Regions from separate parts of the Mus musculus genome. Here regions 1, 2 and 4 are each linked to region 3. The links are chromatin contacts, called in public HiChIP or PLAC-seq maps. All regions are on one chromosome and are shown on one strand. Each heading gives the region's core, a stretch centred on a gene start, on an enhancer-like site or on the middle of the called end of the contact. The rest is flanking DNA. Distances are from core to core; before and after follow the strand shown. Region 1 holds the start of Ltbp4 (latent transforming growth factor beta binding protein 4). Region 2 holds the start of Blvrb (biliverdin reductase B (flavin reductase (NADPH))). Region 3 overlaps Bckdha (branched chain ketoacid dehydrogenase E1, alpha polypeptide). Region 4 overlaps Blvrb (biliverdin reductase B (flavin reductase (NADPH))).

What was found. HiChIP or PLAC-seq counts read pairs in DNA pulled down with a chosen protein or histone mark.
Region 1: a contact with region 3 is called in an H3K27ac HiChIP or PLAC-seq map of large pre-B cells, with 2.9 times the contacts expected there. The contact joins the promoter of Ltbp4 here to the enhancer-like site in region 3. A contact is called at or near these places in 3 of 39 promoter capture datasets (cranial neural crest, embryonic stem cells and second pharyngeal arch cranial neural crest), 4 of 115 datasets of contacts at active chromatin or transcription factors (embryonic stem cells and large pre-B cells) and 2 of 9 other capture datasets (adipose tissue and macrophages).
Region 2: an H3K4me3 HiChIP or PLAC-seq map of bone marrow-derived macrophages shows a contact between it and region 3, with 3 times the contacts expected there. The contact joins the promoter of Blvrb here to the enhancer-like site in region 3. A contact is called at or near these places in 1 of 39 promoter capture datasets (embryonic stem cells), 4 of 115 datasets of contacts at active chromatin or transcription factors (astrocytes, bone marrow-derived macrophages, embryonic stem cells and 1 more) and 1 of 9 other capture datasets (macrophages).
Region 4: a contact with region 3 is called in an H3K27ac HiChIP or PLAC-seq map of large pre-B cells, with 3 times the contacts expected there. The contact joins two enhancer-like sites. A contact is called at or near these places in 2 of 39 promoter capture datasets (embryonic stem cells and frontonasal cranial neural crest), 1 of 484 Hi-C or Micro-C datasets (B cells) and 4 of 115 datasets of contacts at active chromatin or transcription factors (astrocytes, bone marrow-derived macrophages, embryonic stem cells and 1 more).

What each region holds. Positions count from the first base shown.
Region 1 is chr7:27,332,091-27,335,217 of GRCm38.p6, reverse strand. Ltbp4 (latent transforming growth factor beta binding protein 4) reads left to right here and starts at 1,570. Exons shown (of 30, transcript NM_001113549.1): 1 at 1,570-1,863. The coding sequence starts at 1,614. The region is part of intron 1 of Gm30543 (a long non-coding RNA gene); the gene reads right to left.
Region 2 is chr7:27,446,504-27,449,557 of GRCm38.p6, reverse strand. It overlaps Blvrb (biliverdin reductase B (flavin reductase (NADPH))), which reads right to left and starts at 1,580. Exons shown (of 5, transcript NM_144923.3): 1 at 1,362-1,580. The coding sequence starts at 1,440. It overlaps Sptbn4 (spectrin beta, non-erythrocytic 4), which reads left to right and starts at 2,969. Exons shown (of 36, transcript NM_032610.2): 1 at 2,969-3,054.
Region 3 is chr7:25,646,570-25,649,834 of GRCm38.p6, reverse strand. The region is part of intron 1 of Bckdha (branched chain ketoacid dehydrogenase E1, alpha polypeptide); the gene reads left to right. Among named protein-coding and RNA genes, the nearest start is that of Bckdha, 11 kb to the left of the region's middle. Within about 2 kb of position 1,919, at least 55 of the 459 cell types and tissues checked have an H3K27ac peak or open chromatin away from gene starts, as enhancers often do. A contact at or near this core is called in bone marrow-derived macrophages, where this site is marked.
Region 4 is chr7:27,465,939-27,469,111 of GRCm38.p6, reverse strand. It overlaps Blvrb (biliverdin reductase B (flavin reductase (NADPH))), which reads right to left. Exons shown (of 5, transcript NM_144923.3): 5 at 3,131-3,173. It also overlaps the pseudogene Pgam1-ps2. Among named protein-coding and RNA genes, the nearest start is that of Sertad3, 6.3 kb to the left of the region's middle. Within about 2 kb of position 1,276, at least 15 of the 459 cell types and tissues checked have an H3K27ac peak or open chromatin away from gene starts, as enhancers often do.

The DNA of each region.
Region 1 (3,127 bases), core at 321-2,820, 1.7 Mb before region 3:
GTCTCTACGCCCCACCCACTTTTCCCTTCCCATCCATCTCATATCGCTTCTCTTTCCATACCCTTTTTTTTTTTTTCTTCTTCCATAGTCCTTTCTCTGAAAGTATTTCTCTAAAGATATCCCAAGCCTTGCTCCCAATAAAAGGGCTGGGGGCAATGTTGGGCAAACCCACTCCTGGAAGTGCTCCTGGCTTAGGAGGGTTCCCCCCCCCCTTGAGGTGAGGAGGCCAATTTAATAGTAGTGACAGCCTCTTCCACCCTCTTCCACCTAGTTTGCAGGAGGCCCGAGCTCTGCTGAGGCAAAGGCGGCCCCGAGGGCCGTGGGCCCGGGCATTGCTGAAAAGAAGGCCCCCACATCGCGCCCCTGCCGGCCAGGCCCGGGGTAAGAACATCCGCCCTTCCTCCGTGTAGGGGGTGGAGGGGGGTGGTTCCGGGCCAGATAAAGCCGTCTGGTTCCCACGGTGCTGCCGCCGCCTACCAGTCCCCTATTGTAGCTTGGTCCACCCCACTCCCCAGGATGCGGCCACCTCTAGGGACCCCTGCGTCCGGCAGTATGAGGTGAGCCAGGGACAGAACTAGACGCAGGCCAAAGGCGCTGACCCATCAGGGTGGGGCCGGGAAGCCAGGCGTCCGGGCTCCCGTGGCTGAAGAGGGGGGCAACTCGCCCAGCAGAGAGCGAGGCTGAACCAGTCCAGACAACAAAAGCGATTGTGCGGGTTGGCGCCTGCCCCGGCACAAAATGCCCAAGATTGCGGGACGGCTGGGGGCCAAAGACCTTTCCCTCTTACATGCCAGACCGTCCCTTGACCCTACTTTTACTACAGCCCGGTACCCCAGATTAGAGCACTCTATAGACTCAACTACCCTCAGAAGCCCTCTCCTGCTGTGTGGCCTTCAGCCCAGATGCATCCCCCTCCTTCCTAAGGTTTTCCAGATGTGTGCCCCAGGCCAGATGTGAGGACCCCCGCCCACAGCTTTATTCATTCTGACCTCTCCCACCAGGTGTAGAGAGTCTTGGTGTGCTGTGGCGTCTTCAGGTGTAAGCGCCTTAGTCTCCTCTCCAGAATTCAGCTCCTCTAATTCCTTTATGTGTCCTGTACACCGACCCTTCTCGTCACCCACAGATGTACCATCTTGCTGCCCAAATGTGCCATCCTTGTCCTCTATCTAGATGAAGCCTCTTCCCCCCCACCCCCTACCCCCGTGCCTGGTCAGAGGATCAGTCTTCAGCTGGCTCCCCAAATGCGGCCCCCATTACTCTAATGGATTTCCTCTCAATGGATTCAACTCTCTCTGGGAGCAAACCCGCCCGCCCCCACCTGTTCCCTTCCCTGCTACTCCCCATAGGCCCCATCCACTTGTTGGAGCACGGGTGGGAGCAGAGGGGGCGCCCTCCCCTCCCCCCTGCGAGTCTAGCGCCCAGCCTTCGCGCCTCTGGCTAAGCGCCCAGCCCCACGCGCCCCCGCGCGGCCGCCCGGGAGGGAGCGATGGGGAGGGGGGGCTGAGCGGGGGCGCGGCCGCCCTCCCCCGCGGGCGGGCGGGCGAGCGGGCGGGCGCGGCCGGGCCCCTCGGGCGGGCTGGGGCGGCGGCGCGGTGGAGCGCGGCGCTGCAGCCATGGCGGGCGGCGCGCAGCTGCTCTGGGTGTCGCTATTGGTGCTGCTGGCGCAGCTGGGGCCGCAGCCCGTACTGGGCCGACCCCGAGAGCGTCTTCGCGTGCGCTTCACCCCCGCTGTGTGCGGCCTGCGTTGCATCCACGGGCCCACTGGCTCCCGCTGTACCCCGACCTGCGCGCCCCGCAACGCCACCAGCGTGGACAGCGGCGCGCCCGGCGGGGCGGCCCCGGGGGGACCCGGCTTCCGCGCCTGTGAGTGCGGGATGGTGCTCCCAAGGGAGGAGTGCCCGGAGGGAGGACCCTGGAGACAATGCCTTAGGGAGCAGGAGCCCAGATTCCATGTACAGAAATGCTGGGGACTCCGTGGGGTCTTTGAGGAAGGGGGCTCTGAATTCCTTATTTGGGGAGTGGATCTCCAGGGCGCTGATTTCAGGAGCATTGAGTGTTTTTGGAACTGTGGTGTCCCACGTGAACGGACTGAGACTAGCTTTCATCCCTTTCAGTCAAGGCGAGGATCTTAGGATCTGGGAACTTTTGAGATGGGGCCCAAATTCGCAGACTGTGCGTAGTGGGTCAGCAAGGAGTGTTTCAGAGTCGCATGGGGTGGTGGGGCATATCTCAAGTTTCTAGGTCTGTCTTTGAGTGGGGGAAGACTAGGAAAGTCTGGCATGGGACTGCTTGTGATGAAGAGCTAAGCGGGAGGGGACCCAGGAAAGACGGGGTGCCTTTCGGCAAGACCTGAGTTACAGCGGTTCCACGTGCGACAGATATCCAGATAGGAGGCCTGAGGAAAGGGCGCCCCCTGGGGGAGGAAGGGACCGGCTTGCGCTTCAGCTTCCTCTAGACAAGGGGAGCATTCTGGGGTTCAGGTGAGGTCAGGAGGGTGCGCCACCTGCTAGCCCAGAGTGTGGGGATGGACTTGGGGGTCGGGTTTTCATTGCTTCTCACCCCTTACGCCCTCCGGAATGGGGAGTGGGGCCCCTGGCGCCGAGAACTCGCCCAGGCTGGCCCCCAGCCAGCCCAACCCGGCCGGCGTGAGCTCATCTCCCGCCCGAGCCCCCGCCCGCTACCACTCCCTCTCTCCGCCCCTTCCTCCCTCCTTCCTTCACTCTCTCCCGGCCCAGCCCCAACTCGCCCGTGCCAGGCGCCGTGCCCAGACGGGTGCCAAACCCCTGGAGGCACAAGGAGGAACATGTGAAGGCGGGCTGACCTCGGCAAGACCCCTATGTCCTTAGCTTCCTGTTCTTCCAATGTTGTGGGACATGAAGTTAGTTTTGCCCATTTAGCAGCAAGCCCTCTGATATGGGCACCCTGAGCTGGGAGTCTGTATTCAAGGCAAGGGCAGGCAGTGAAATGACTTAAGAGACTAAGAAATGCCCCTAAACGTGGTGGCTTCCTCCCATCTGAGACACTTCCATTTTTCCAATCTTGCTTCTTTGCTGAGCCCTTCTTAAGCTCTGCCCTTAAAAAAAAAAAAAAAATTAAGGTACCTGGAGTCCAGGTTTAACGCTCCTGA
Region 2 (3,054 bases), core at 331-2,830, 1.8 Mb before region 3:
CTGTTTCTGACAGGTTTTTCTGAGCCACAGGGAGAAAAAGGCCAGGCCTCCCGGAAATCCTTCGTGTAGTTCCGACTGTGACCAGCAGGGAGAGCCATCAGTAAACAGTGGTATTGGGGATTAAGGTATTTAACAGGATACTCCACAAATTCATGGTGACACAGCATTTGTCAACTTCTCTCTTCCTTTCCCTGTTCCTCCCTAGAAATGATTTATCAGCAGCTTGCTTTTGTTTTGTTGTTTTGACATAGGGTCTAAGGTTGCCCACGATGGCCTTGAACTTGCTGCGCAGCCAAGGATAGGTTTGATCTCCTGAGTCTCCTACCTCTGCCTCTCCAGGGGTGGGGGAAATTACAGGTCTACACCACCACAGCCAGCCTGTAGTTTGTTTTCTCTGGGAGGCCCAGGGCGCTCTCCTTTGCCACGAATTAAGGCCCTCATTAAGTCCCTGGGGGAAAGGATAGCCCATGGGGGGCGGGGGGATGGAACTTCTAGAAAAAGCCTCACCCAAAGCAGGAGCTGTGCTGGGAACCAGCAGGGACTGGGCTCTTTGTGGCCTCCACCCTTTTGGGGCACTCTGATAGTCAATATCTTAAGAATCGCCAAGGCTAGCAAGGGTGTGGCTCTTTATCTGGAACTTTCACGTCTGGTCCAGAGTTAACTTCTAGACTGAGGAGCCAGGGGATGATGGGGGATCCTGCGCCCTCCCCTCGGGAGGCCCCAAAGCTCAATGTCCTTCCCAGGACTTCAGTTCTTGGACTGCCCCTCTCTTATAGGGTGATCACCTCCATTCTCTTTGAAGTAAGTTGCTGCCTAACCTTTTCGATTTTCTGTTCCAGTGACCAAACTATGAGCCTGCAGACAGTTTTTTAGTGCTTAAGACCACGGACCGGAGTTCAAATCCCGACACAGCCATGTACCAGCAAGTCCTCTCCGCCTCAGTTTTCTTATGTGTCAAGTGGGGTAACACACTAGTTCCCATTCCAAATGAGGGTCACCAGAATTTTAACACGTGTAAGGAGATGGCCCGGCTGGCTGGATGCCAAGCTAGTCCTGGCTCAGAAAACCCTTTCTGGGTGTGCTAACTAGGACCACCACCACAGTTACGACATTTCATAAGAACCCCTGGTTTGCATAGAACTGTCAGAGGAGTCCTCCAGGTTCCCACAGTTAATTCCTTTACGCCTTGAACCCACATAACGCTGAATGTCAGAGTCCTCCATTTGTGCCCCCGTGACCACTTGCTGGCCCACAGGCTGGGGCACACACCGCCCCGTGTGGTCTCCGCCCGGCCCCCAGGACGACTTTTCCCAAAACTCCGCCCGGTGTTCATGACTTCCCCCACCCGCCCCGGCTCCTGCCTGCTTGCACCGCCTGCGCCAGTGTGGTGAGCCCGGTCCTGCCGGTGGCACCGAAGATCGCGATCTTCTTGACAGTCATGCTGCGGGGTCCAGGGCCGGAAAAGCTGAGAACTCCGAGGACGCGCGGGAACACAGTGGCTGCGAGGAGGCGCGCTGCGGGTCCTCCTCGACCCAGAAGGAGGGGGCGGGACCAGACAAGGTTCCAGCCTCCGCCTCACCCTCCTAATTTGGGTTCAAAGGGCGGGACCGAGGCGACCACGCCTCCCGCTGGAAAGAGCATGAGTAGGCGGAGGAGTCAAATTGCATTTCCAGAGCCCCTTCTCCGATAGGCGCTTAGACGTAGAAGCCACGCCCCTTCTAGGGAAGGGAGTGGGCGGTGCTAGAGCAGTTTGTCACTTAGCGCTCTGCCTACTAGAGACAGCCACCCTTAGTGGGCGGGGCTGAGCGGGGCGGGGCCGGCCGGGGCGTTACGCCCACCGTGCTCTCTTTGCTCACGCCCCCTTACAGACAGGCTCTGAGATGGTACTTCCCTCTACCAAAGCGTCCTCCCAACAAGCAAGAGGGGTGTGTGGGGTGATTTTGTGCCTGTGTGACCCTCAGTGACCACAAGGGACAGCATGGTTGTGGGCGACACCCGGTTTCATTCCTTGTGTTGCAATGTGAGTTGTGTATAGAGATCATTAATGTTATTTGGCGTCCATGGGGGTGATACTGTGAGGGGTACTCAGCCTGTGTGATATGGTAAGCTGTAATGGAGTGTGATACTTTCGGATTGGGAAGGTTTGGGACACCACATGGGTGCGTGATATGATCCCATTTATGTGTGACTGTGTGTGACATCAACTGAGATTCCTTTTGTGTCTTGTTGAGGCTCTGATGTATGGGTGTGTAGCAACACAGGGTGTGTCATCTTTTGTGCCTAGGCAACTGGTGTGACATTTTAAGCGTGTAAGACTATGCGATTGTGAACTTTGTGTTGTGTGAGCGTAGATACTCTGTGACACCTTGGAGGTGTGTGACATGCCTGACTGTATGTGCTATTGGTGGTGGTGGCTGTATGTGAGTGTGTCACAGTGCGTGGTCCTGCAGAGCACTATTCCATCCTGTGATACTGTTCAAGTGATTTCATGTGACCCTTATTGTGGTGGTGGCAGTATTTGAGTAACAATGTATGTACGATCCTGCAGGGCACTATTTACTGTATTGGTAACTACTGGTGATATCTGAGTGTCACTGTCAGTGGTGGCTATATCAGAGTGTGTCACAGTGAATGACCCTGCAGGACACATTCCAGAGAGGAAAACATTGCAAGTGACTGCGTGTGACAGACAGTTAGAAGGTTTGACCCTGACTGACCCCTTACGAAGGAGTGACACCATGAGAGTGTGCATGTGGAGAGAGTGTGTATGACGTTGCCAGGGGCCCGGTGTGTGAGTGGCAGTGTGGGAGTGTGTGACGCTGCCTCGAGCGCTCGCGAGCGCGGCTGTGCATCACACGCGTGGCCCGGTGTGTGACAGCGCGGGCGGCGGGGCGGCGTGCGGGAGGGGTCCCGGGGGCGTGCGGAGCGGCTGCGGCGCGTGGGGGGAGGCGCGGCGGCGGCGGCGCATGCGGATCTGGCCGAGCGGCGGGCCGGTGGGGCCGAACAGAGCCGGGCCCGGCCCGGCGACGAACGCCCGCAGGGAGGGCGGTGCTG
Region 3 (3,265 bases), core at 670-3,169:
ACCCTGACCTCTCCACAGCTTCTGTCCAGGACACTTGCTTCTGGTGGGCTGTGCTAGCTTCAGAAGAGCTAGGCTCAGGCCGACAGCACTCCTCCCCCACACGTCATCCACGCTGGCCACTTTTGTTTGTTTGTTTGTTTTTGAGACTGCATCCCATGGTGCAGTCCTTGCTTGGCCTCTGATCCTCCTCTCTGCGTCCCGAGAGCTGATATTAAAGGTGTGCACCACAACACTCATGAATTTTGTTTTGGAATACAGTATTGTTGACCTAAGAAGAAACGTCTTTTTTGAGGAGGAGATGGCACGTGCATGCCACTGTGAATGTTCACAGGTCAGAGGTCAGCTTTGGGGTCCCAGAGGTCAAATGATCAAACTTCAGGCCATCAGAATTGGTGGCCTTTGCCAGATGAAACTTCTCTCTGGCTTTTGTTTTCTTTTTCTTTTAAGGCAGGGTCTCTAGTAGCCTAGGTTAGCCTTGAACTGAGACTGGCTTTGAACTTGTCATCTTCCTGTCTTCACTTCCCTTGTGTACCAGCATGCCTTGGTTTTGTTTCAGGTTGCCTTCAGTGCTGGGGAGAGAGCCATGGACCTCGCGGGTGCTAGGCAGGTGCGCTCCGCCCCTCACTAACTCAGTGTAAGGGTCTTACCTGGGAGGCGTTTTGATTCTAGGAGAGAGAAGACTGTCTCATGGAGCAGAAGTGTTCCAGTCACCCGAGCAGCTTTGTTTGACAGACAGTGCAAGGAACAAAGGGTCTATTCACACTAGTTTTTCTTGTAGGAGATGGAGGGGTGAAATCAGTGGAGGAGCTGGCTGGTGGGCACCACCAGGCCCCACGCCTGCAGCTTGTTTTGGCTGGCTGACCTGCTGGTTCCTCAGTTTGGGATTGTACACTTTAGATTTCCTTGGGCAAAACCAGAAATACTTCCCTTACATAGTGCTGGCAAGGGTTAAAGAGAGATTATTTTGTTTGTTTGTTTTTGTTTTTAGAGACAGGGTTTCTCTATAGCCCTGGCTGTCCTGGAACTCACTCTGTAGACCAGGCTGGCCTCAAACTCAGAAATCTCCCTGCCTCTCTGCCTCCCAAGTACTGGGATCAAAGGTGTGCGCCACCACTGCCCGGCTTTTGTTTGGGTTTTGAGACAAGATCTCATCCTGGGCAACCCTGAAAACTCTGATCCTCGTACCTTCCCCTCCAAGTGCTGGGTTTCCTTCCGAGTGTGGGCCATCACGTCCACCTAGAGTGCATATGGCGTTGTTTCCCTGGAGTCGTGCTATGTAGTCCAGGCTGGCCTGGAACTGGATGCAGTTCTGCCCCTGCTTCCTGAGTGTGGGCTAAAGTGTGTGTGTGTGTGTGTATGTGTGTGTGTGTGTGTGTGTGTGTGTGTGTGAGAGAGAGAGAGAGAGACAGAGAGAGAGAGACAGAGAGAGAGGTGTGTGTGTGTGTGTGAGAGAGAGAGAGAGAGAGAGAGACAGAGAGAGAGACAGAGAGAGAGAGAGAGAGAGAGAGAGAGAGAGAGAGAGAGCACGAGCGCTTAACTGCAGATGTGTGCTTGCTATGGCCAAAGATATCAGATCCCCCTGGAGCTAGAGTTCCAAGCTAGAGCTGAGCTTGCAGGGAACTGAACTCGGGTCCTCTGTTAGAGCTCGCAAGAGCTCTCACGTCTGGGCTCTCTCTCTAGCCCCAAGAGAGCGGTTCTTAGGGGCACTCAGTCTGTGTTCCGAGCATTGACTAAGTCAGGATTTTAGAGATGGCAGTTACAGCTTTTCTCCAGAGACACTGGCTGGTTTCATGTTGACTGATTCAGGGAAAGAGTGAAATGCTCTCTTGGGTTTCACACCTGCAGCACCCAGAGCTGTGGCGTTAAAAACCACTGGGTCTCTGAGGCCCAGGGAGCCCGATTGCTTTCCTAGCTGAGCGGCAACCTCTAGGGGGCTGTAGCTCCCTGCTGCCTGTGCAGGCCTAGTGCCTCAGGGCTCAAGGCTCAGTAGGTGTGGATGTTTTTGGCTCTCCTCCACAGAGAGACACAGAGAAGATGTAGAGTTGGCTGGCCCACCCCATGATAGATGAGTTCTGAACCCTACCTTCTTTGTTCAGGCAGCCCCTGCACATGCCAGCCTCATCACCTGTGAGCTGTGTGGCTTTGGGCAAGTTGCTTAGCCCTTCTGAGCCTCAAATACCAGCTGTGTTTGATGGAGGTACTGTGGGGGGCAGGGCTCAGTGAACACAGAGATACAGCTTCGTGTGGCACCTGTGTTCTTAGTTGTTTTTGTTTTTGTCTCTTAAGGTTCATTTTATTTGCATGTGTGTATGTGCACGTTTTTGTGGGTGTCTGTGAAGACTAGAGAGAGTGTGGGATCCCCTGAAGTTGGAGCTACAGACAATTGTGAGTCAGCTGATATGGGTGCCAGGAATCAACATCTGAGCCATTGCTCCAGCCCCGTGGTTGGCTCTTACGGACCTGCCTCAGTCATCTTGGTTGCCAGTGTTCCCCAGTGCCAGGCCTAGAGCCTGTTTCTGTTTGTTTGGTTTGTTTTGGTTTTTGTTTTGTTCTATTTTGAGAGGGTCATGTCTTATAGCCCAGGCTAGCCTTGCACTTGCGATCCTCCTGCCTCAGCTTCCTGATGCTGGCCTAACATGCCTGTGTAACTCCACTGAGCTCTGGAGTCTTTGTTCTTCCTTACACCCAAAGTACTTTGTCACCCTTGCCTCTCTTGGCCTGTCTAGCAATTTCTCTCAACTCCCCTCTTTGAGGGAACTTTTCTATCACTCCGCGTGGAGTGGCTGGTGACACTTGCTACAAGGCATCAGTGGTGTATTATCCCTCAGCCCACAGGCAGCTGTCTTGTCTTTATGGGGCGTGGGTTCAGGGCAGGAGGTTCCTGTCCAGTGTCCTGTGGTTGGACAGAGGCAGACCTGGGATTCGAACCAGGCAGGTTAGGTGTAGCTGTGAGGACACCCTGTTTTTCTCGGCATCTATTACACGTGCTCCCGGGCAAGCTCTCATCCAAGCCCACGGTAAAACTGCTTTTTATCTGCCTGATTGACGGGAACAGTCATCCAGCATACCTGTTAGTGGTGCAGGCTTGCCATACGTCCCTTCCGTGTCAGCCCCTGGGCTGAATCACGTGTACATGTCAGCTCATGCCATGCTCATGGTAGCCCATGAGAATGTACACCAGAAGAAGAAACTGAGGCTCAGGGAGTCATCGTCCTACAGCTTTTGCCTGTGCTGTTAATTAAGGCCCCCATGGGAAAGGCTGTGC
Region 4 (3,173 bases), core at 27-2,526, 1.8 Mb before region 3:
ATTCCTCATATCAGTGGGATAAACTCCTTGTACCTCTTGCTGTGTTTGGATCCCTTGGCCTTGTTTTGTAGAGGTGAAGTACCCCTGGATCATGTCCGAGTTTTTGTCTTTCACTGTCTGAATCATGTTCCAGCTGCTTGACCCTACCGTGTGGGTTCAGAGCTCGTTTGGGCGTAACAACTAAGTCTCTTTCCAGATCAGTATAATAAAGGAGTGATGTGCAATAAAAAAAAAAAAAAAAAAAATAAGTAAATCTGAAAGAAAGAAAGAAAGAAAGAAAGAAAGGAAGGAAGGAAGGAAGGAAGGAAGGAAGAAAGAAGGAAAGAACCTACAAGCTGTCCTCTGACTGGTATGTGTATATGCACTTGAGTACAGGTACACGGCAACAAAACAAAACCCCAAAATCTCCCACCTGACCTGGATGTGGTAGTTACATAAGATCCTGTCTCAAAGGATAGGGTGGTAGAGTGTGGGTGTGTGCCTATCTCATACAAAACCCTGGATTCAATCCCTGGTATTAGGGGGAAAAAAACCACTCCTTCTAACCAGTGAGGTGGGGCCCAGGCACACACTGCCAATCCCACCTCCACCTCCTTTTCCCAGGTACGTACCCCATCTCTGTACCCAGCGGGAAGTCCTGTGGCCACACAATGAATATCAGGAAGATGGCAGACAGGTTCAAACCCAGAACAGCCACAAACCTCCTGGACAAAGCTGCTTCTCTCCTCTGTGAAAATTTGGCCTTCCTGAGGGGCTGCAGTGTGCGTGCCTCTATGGGGCTTTTGTTGTTTATTTGAGGGAAGGTTATGTGTGGTGGTGGTGGGTTTTTTTTTGGGGGGGGGTAGTTGAAGGGACAGACAAACAAGATTTTTCTGTGTAGCCTTAGCTGTCCTAGAACTCACTCTGCAGACCAGGCTCGCCTCAAACTCAGAAATCGGCCTGCCTCTGCCTCCCAAGTGCTGGGATCAAAGGTGTGCACCAGCACCTCCCAGCAAAAAAATTAAATATATATATATGTGTGTGTGTGTGTGTGTGTGTCTCAGTGTTTTGCCCATGTTTATGTCTGCACTACTTGGCCGGCTGGTGCACAAAGAAGACTTTGGATCCCCTGGGACTGAAGTCGTGAGCCCCCATGTGGAGCCTTTGGAAGCACAGCAGTGTTCTCAAAGGCTGAGGCACATCTGCAGCTCTCCTTTCCTGTTTTCTTTGAGGCTGCATCTCAGTGCACTCAAGGCTGGCCTTGACCTCACTCTGCAGCTCAGATTCCTTCTAACGTCCATCTGCCGGGATCTGGGATTACAGGGCCTGTGCCACCTGGACTGCCAGTGTAGGGCACTTCCTCCCCTTTCTTCTCCATCCTAAACTGGCAATCCTCCAGTGCCCCCCCCCCTCAGTAAAGCCCAACCATCACTTTAGTTATGGCCTGAGCTTCCTCCTGCCCCACAGACTATTCACCCAGGACCTAGCTGGAGGGAGGGTCCTCTCTCCTTTTCTGTCCACCCCATATCCCTGCTCTCTTAGGCTTCACGTCCAGAAGCTTTAGAAAGTAAAACCTAAGCCAGACACGCTATGTACCTGTAATTCTAGTGATTGGGCACTGTGCTAGCCAGGAAAATCAGGTCATCCTTGGCTACATAGAGTTGGAAGCCAGCCTGGGCTGTGTGAGACCTTGTTTCAAAAAACAAAAAACAAACAAAAAAACAAAAACAAAAACACAAAAAAACAAAAAAACAAAAACACCCCTAGAACCCAACAAAACAAAACAAAACAAAACAAAAAACAAAACAATTCTTTATGAGGCTAAAGAGATGACTTAGAAGTTTAGAGCACTGACTGCTCTTCTAGAGGTCCTAGGTTCAATTGCCAGGACACATATGTTGATTCAAGGCTATCTCTAAAACCAGTTCCAGGGGATTGAACACCCTCTGACCTCATTGGATACCAGGCATGCACAGACATACATGCAGACAAAACATCCATACACAAAAAATAATAAAAACAATTCTAAAAAAATCTCCAGGAGCCCATGCCTCCACCCCTACTTCCTTTGCAATGTTTTTTTTTGTTGTTGTTGTTTTTTGTTTTTTTCTTTTTGAGTCAATAGCCTACACTGGGTTCAAAATTACGCCGATCCTCCTGTCTCAGCAGCTCGAGTGCTGGGATTGCAGTTGTAAGTCGACATGGCCTGCAAAGCCTGGCTTTCTCTGAGCTACTTCTTCTCGATCACATTACATTTATTCACTCATGGCATGCAGGTAGTGCAGCACATATGTCCAAGTCAGGAGACAATTCACAGGAGTTGGTTCGCTCCCTCTATCATGTGGGGCCTGGGGATTGAACTCAGGTCATTAGGCTTGGCGGCAAGCACCCGTAACTGCTGAGCCATCTTGTCAGTCTGGACAACTCAGGCTTCGCAGACCTCCCTAGTTCTGGCCATCTCTACTTCACTGTAGTGGCAGTATTACTATTAGTAATATTGCTGTTATTTCCCTGTTACTGAAAACATGGTCTAGGACTGTTACTCTTGCTGCCTCCGTCTTCCAAGTGCTGGGATGACATGCCTGGCATCACTAACTGCAGGGACCACGTGTAGTTTGTCAATGGAGCCATATGCTTCTCTGTCCCTTGCTCATGTTTTTTTTTTTTTTTAGCCAGAAACGCTACCCTATTCTGGAACCTTCCGTAGGCACACTCTTACTAATGCAGGCTTCAGGTTGGATATACATCTATCTTCCACCAAGCCCTTTCTGTTTAAGGTGTGCTGGGTGCCTGAACTGCCTCCGGCCCCTGAGCTTCTGAAGCTCTGGCTGATCTGGGGTGCCACAGCAGGGTCAGAGCTATCATTCCTGATGCTTCCTGAGAGCTGGGAAATCGGAGGCACAGGTTACCTTGGTCATCCACATCGGTATCCTAGCATACCACTCCCACCCCAAATCAATCAATCAATCAATCAATCAATCAATCAACCAATTTTAACAACATTTTTTAAAGGCTCCGGCACGGCTCAGCAGTAGAGCGCCTGTCTAAAATCTACCAGTAGGAGGACTGAATATACAGCTCTGTGTGGGTTTACCAAGCACGGGTAAGACGCTGACCAAAATAATCACAGACAGAGAGAGGAAAATCAGGGTTAGGCTTCCTGAAAGAATTTGAAGCTTTTGGCTAAAAATTTA